2 separate regions of the Oryza sativa genome follow, and region 2 is linked to region 1. Evidence: chromatin contacts called from public HiCAR-type data. All regions are on one chromosome and are shown on one strand. Each heading gives the region's core, a stretch centred on a gene start, on an enhancer-like site or on the middle of the called end of the contact. The rest is flanking DNA. Distances are from core to core; before and after follow the strand shown.

Region 1 (2,700 bases), core at 46-2,545:
CCTCCGTCAACCAGGAAGGGAGGAAGGGAGCCAAGCAGGTCGTCGCCCCCTAGCTCCACACTGCGCCATCGCCGGGCTCGTCGCCGAGGAGTTTTCGCTGAGCTCGCGGCCCCTACGTCACCGGATCCAAAGCTCGAGGCCGATGCCAGCCACAACCGTGGACGAGGTAGACGAGTCGGCGTGGTCCACGTGCCGCGACAGTTTGGTGTGCCGGCGATTGGGTACGGATGCGGTGAAGCGGGAAGACCCCTACCCCGATGGTGGTGCCCTCGCCACCATATCAACCCCGCCGCCTCCCGTTCGCGTGCCGCTGAGCTCCCATCGCGCTGTCACCCACTGGTCAGAGGGGGAGGAGAGGTGGAGCCCTACCCAGCACCGGTGTCGCATGGGCCGCGCTGTCGCTGCTCTGCTCGACGCCGTCACCGAACGAGCCACCTCGCTTCCTCTGCCAGGGAAAATGTAGAGAGGAGGAGCACCGCCGACCTCGCCGCTCCACCCGACGGTCGTCGCTGACCTTGCCTCGCTTTATCCTCCGGCGCCTTGGCTTTCTCTGCCGACAGGGAAAGGAAGAGAGGAGAGAGATACATGAAAAGTGAAGGTGATATTAGTGGGACCCACTATAAGTGACTTTCACTGTAAAGCATGTAGCCAATATTGTTCTTGATCTATGCGGCATGTGAGGTCTAGCAAAATTTGGTAACGCACCTATATAGTATTTTTTTTGAAACCTTAATTTATACTAATCAACCTAAAATGACAAGTATTATGTGACGGAGTGAGTAGCAAACAATAAGATAAGCCAAATCGTCCTTTAATTTTTTTTTTTGTTAAAAATCTCATCTGAATGGCATCTATTGTATCAAACTCAAACCTTTCAGTAAAAGACAGTGCTCTTTTAGATACGGAGTAAGTCAGTAAAACCTTTTAATTGTGGCGAACATCGTACTAGTTGCCTAGTAGTTGGATAAAAAAAAATCATCCTTTGCATCAAAGGAAGTACCCACTGTGGTTACATGTACAGTAGCAAAAAATAAAACAAGTTAAAAATCTCATTTTAATAGCATGAATTGTGCCCAACCCAACCTTTTGAAAAAACAATGCTCTTTTTCACAATTCTGTAAATACTAGTTGGATAAAAAAAATCTTCCTTTCATGCACAATTCAAGAGGATAAGGGAAAAAAAAAATCTTCCTTTGGATCAAAACCATCATCTGGAATTGGACACTTGGTGTGGATTTATACAAGTTACATGTCAGATTTTCCCTAGTGAAGGAGTAAGAAGACATGGTCCCATGGATATGTGGACTGCATTGCATGGCTTGGCCCAGCTGAGAGCCCGAGACAATCAGAGCAGAAGGCAAATGCAGGGGAGTGCCACGTAGGACGGGCAAAAGATGCCACGATCCGACGTGGCCCAATGGGGGTGGGCGCGCGCGGATATCGCAGCCAATCGGCGGCGGGATTCGGATATCCCCCATCCCCGGCCTCGTCTCCGGCCGCTCGCGTCGTGCTCCCCCCTTAATATCCCGCCACGGATTCCGGCGTCCACTCACCGGCCACCTCTTCTTCCTACTTCGTCTTCTTGCTGGTGTGTTCGAGGAGGAGGAGGAGGAGGAGAAGCTAGCGGCGGCGGCGGCAATGGCGACGAGCGGGCTGAGGAGCTGCAGCGCGGTGGGCGTGCCGAGCCTGCTGGCGCCGTCGTCGAACAGGAGCCGCCTGCCGGTCTGCGCCTACGCCACCACCTCCGGGCGCGTCACCATGTCCGCCGAGTGGATGCCGGGCCAGCCACGCCCCGCCCACCTCGACGGCTCCTCTCCCGGGTAAGCACAAGCGTTCGACGACGACGACACGTCTTCGCCGGCGTGCGTCCGTGGCGAGCGAGAGACTGACAAAGCTAGGATTTGCCATGCGTGCGTGCAGTGACTTCGGGTTCGACCCGCTGGGCCTCGCCACCGTGCCGGAGAACTTCGAGCGGTTCAAGGAGTCGGAGGTGTACCACTGCCGGTGGGCCATGCTCGCTGTGGTATGGTTCTTGATTCTGATCTCCGCATGGCATGGCCTGCGCCGCCATGGACGAACTGAACTGAACTGAATCACGCTTGTGCAGCCTGGGGTGTTGGTGCCGGAGGCGCTGGGGCTGGGCAACTGGGTGCAGGCGCAGGAGTGGGCGGCGGAGCCCGGCGGCCAGGCCACGTACCTCGGCAACCCGGTGCCATGGGGCACGCTGCCGACGATCCTGGTCATCGAGTTCGTCGCCATCGCCTTCGCCGAGCACCAGCGCACCATGGAGAAGGACCCCGAGAAGAAGAAGTACCCCGGCGGCGCCTTCGACCCCCTCGGCTTCTCCAAGGACCCCGTCAAGTTCGAGGAGTACAAGCTCAAGGAGATCAAGAACGGTATGCAATGCACCCAACTTTTCTTTTTTTTTTTAATAACGATAACGGTTGTCAAATATTTAGAAACGGAGACGATAACATATGCGTATATATTATCGATCGGTTTGTAGGGCGATTGGCCATGCTGGCTTTTGTGGGTTTCTGCGTCCAACAGTCGGCGTACCCGGGCACCGGCCCACTGGAGAACCTGGCCAGCCACCTCTCGGACCCGTGGCACAACAACATCGGCGACATCATCATCCCGAGAACCATCTACCCTTGAGCTTGGCACGAACCGGTGCGTGCGTCCGGGCGTACGTGAAGG
Region 2 (2,700 bases), core at 111-2,610, 200 kb after region 1:
GCATCCTACATGTGGGGTCCACGTGGGTCCCACGCTGACTCAGCCGCCATGTAGGATAAAACCGGGGCTAAAACCACCGAAGGACCTATTGTGATCGGTTTTGATTACTTGAGGGACGCCGGATATCTGGTTTTGTAGTTGGGGGACATTTTGTAACTCGATGACAAGTTGAGGGACCTTCAGTGTACTTTTTCCTTTATGAGATTGCTCTCGAGCTGTTGATGAGCGTTTGGGCCTACCAACCATTTTCTCGGCCGTGCAAGTTTGTTTCCACGAGCGAGATGTACGTGATCTAACGGGTACACCAAGTTGGGCTTATGGGCTGTCTTATAGTGAAGGCCTAATTGTAAGCACTAAAATTTGATTTGGACCTTAGTGTCTGTGCGCTTCCCTCAGCCCATTGGGTTTCACCCGTAGAGGTGTGTGTATATATATATATATGCGCTTTAAGGATTGAAGAATAAAAAGCTCCTCCTTTTTTAAAAAAAAAACTTTCTTAGTCAGATCACAGCATTGACTGATATATATCCAAGAATAAAGAGCATAATTAAACCTCAAACAGAATATACAAAAAAAAAAAAAGTATATAAGCACAAACGAAGTTCATAGCACAGCAAGACGATCGATTAATTGCAGCGGCTTTTATCTCCTCGCGGCTTGAGGCCAGCTGCAAATTACGTGTTCATTCCGCGGAAAAGCTAGCTAGCTAGCTCTACCTAGTCAGCTACCTCCTCTATCTAAAAAAATGTCTAATCTAACTATAAACCTAGACACACATGTGTACAGGTTCATAGTACTTTTTTTTTTCTTTTACAGACTAGTACGTTCCAAGTTCCAACAACAGCACAACAAAACTCCATCTTATAAAGAACAAGAGCACAAGAAAGCTAGGAGCTAGCTAGCGTATGAAAGAAGCACAGTCATCTTAAGAACAAGCAACCTAAACAGAACAAGTGCACACATCAGCTTTAACACATGAACAATTAAACGTTTCGGCGAGCGATCATGCGATGAATGGATCGAACAGTAGACTACTCGTCAGCTCGATCTTTTTGCCGTTTGCTTCTGAATCGGATCTGTCACGAGCTATGGCTGATAAGTTAAGCTTAATTCTCTCTGGAAGCACAAGCAAAGCGTCCCGGTTTGTTTCGCTCGATGCCAATGAATCTTGACGTGTCATCTGTATCTCTCTCCCTTCCACATCAGCAGAAATTAACTTTCGCTAGCTCTTCGGTCGCCTTAGCTTGTCAGCTTTGCTGCATTTCTCTTTTTGTTTTGTTCTTTTTGCAAATGTTTGTTGCAGAAATTTTGGCTTCGACTGCTCTCCCCTTCAGGTTAAATAATCGGCAGATCGGCGACTAATTAATTAAGCAGCTCTGCTCACCTTTAGCTTCGAGTAGGAGTGAAGTGTTAATTTATTCCTCGCAGCTAGCTTAGCTCTTTTGGACTAGGAGATCTAGCAGCGAGCTGAGCTGACTACTTAAGCAGGTATATTCATATATGTTGGCTTAATTATCTCTGCTCATTTTAGTTATTATCCTGTATTCATGTATATGTTCAGGTGTGACGAGATCTGAAATTCTGAATGTGTATTAGTTTCTGTTCTCTGCCCAATCTTTTCTGCTTATATGTGAGACTGACCACTAATTTAAATTATCTGGTGTTAAGTAAAGCACAATCATCAGCTACCTGCAATATATGTTGTTTGCTAATTTTTAGTTACATCCAGGTGTCATGTTCATACCTCGCCGGCCGTAAGAAACTCCTGATAAGGGTTAAAACTGAAAATTTTAAGCATTTGAAAGTGGAACCATCCTGTCCTGGCCCTCCTCTCCAAATTGGTTTTCAAATAGAACAAATAATTGGATGGAGGATTTATTCCCCCACTCAGCTGTAAAAAATTCGAGGACATATATAAAAAAAATATATTTTTTCATATAGGAGCATGAGTAGTCCATACAGTATGATGTAGTTTCCTTCAGAAAACAACCTAACATCTCTATATATCATGTTGTTTACAGGGTACCTGAGTAACCATTGAAAAATATCATTTTTCCTCACCCTCTATAGAAATATTTCTTGGCATTTTCAATTAATTTTTGTTTGAGTAAATTCTATATAGCTGTAGGGATCTTCTGTGATCCCAGATGGCTTTATTTTTCTTTTACATTATATTGGACAGAGCAATGTTCTGACGACCCATTTTTTTCTGCCGGCTGAAACATGGAGAAAATCAATAATAAGATTCTAAGAAAATATGTATTGAATTGCAATGTTTCATTTTCATTATTTTTGTTTCTTGATTGTATAAAAAGCAGGATTGTTTGAAATATTCCCTTGCTTAATTTTTCTCCTTATCATTTTTTTAGCAAGTTCTGGTCATTTGTGCTAAAAGGTTGCTAAACAATATAATATGGAGTTTCCGGAGATTACGATCGTCGATGAAACAGTAAGAACTTCTTTACTATGTTTACCACTTTATACTATGTTCAGACATAAATATTGTAGCAAACTTATAATTTTATAATCTTACTTGTATTTTCTAAAATTTAATAATATGAAAACTAAGGCTAGCAGATCAAACATTTCCTTACTGATCTTTTCTTTTTTATATATATATTCGTATTGAAGGTTCCCGACACCGTGGGATCTGCAGAGATCATGGCATTTGAGATCAGAGTAAGAGCGTATATCTGTTTT

What was found. HiCAR-type assays count read pairs that join an accessible place to other places.
Region 2: a HiCAR-type map of leaf shows a contact between it and region 1, with 2.5 times the contacts expected there. The contact joins the promoter of LOC136357065 here to the promoter of LOC4340892 in region 1. A contact is called at or near these places in 1 of 15 Hi-C or Micro-C datasets (leaf) and 1 of 4 datasets of contacts at active chromatin or transcription factors (leaf).

What each region holds. Positions count from the first base shown.
Region 1 is chr6:12,635,598-12,638,297 of ASM3414082v1, forward strand. LOC4340892 (chlorophyll a-b binding protein 1B-21, chloroplastic) reads left to right here and starts at 1,296. Exons shown (of 4, transcript XM_015788844.3): 1 at 1,296-1,820; 2 at 1,921-2,023; 3 at 2,108-2,396; 4 at 2,507-2,700. The coding sequence starts at 1,639. The coding sequence ends at 2,658.
Region 2 is chr6:12,837,110-12,839,809 of ASM3414082v1, forward strand. LOC136357065 (protein NRT1/ PTR FAMILY 7.1-like) reads left to right here and starts at 1,361. Exons shown (of 5, transcript XM_066311804.1): 1 at 1,361-1,488; 2 at 2,370-2,449; 3 at 2,632-2,679. It overlaps LOC4340900, which reads right to left and starts at 1,382. Exons shown (of 1, transcript XM_015786532.3): 1 at 1-1,382.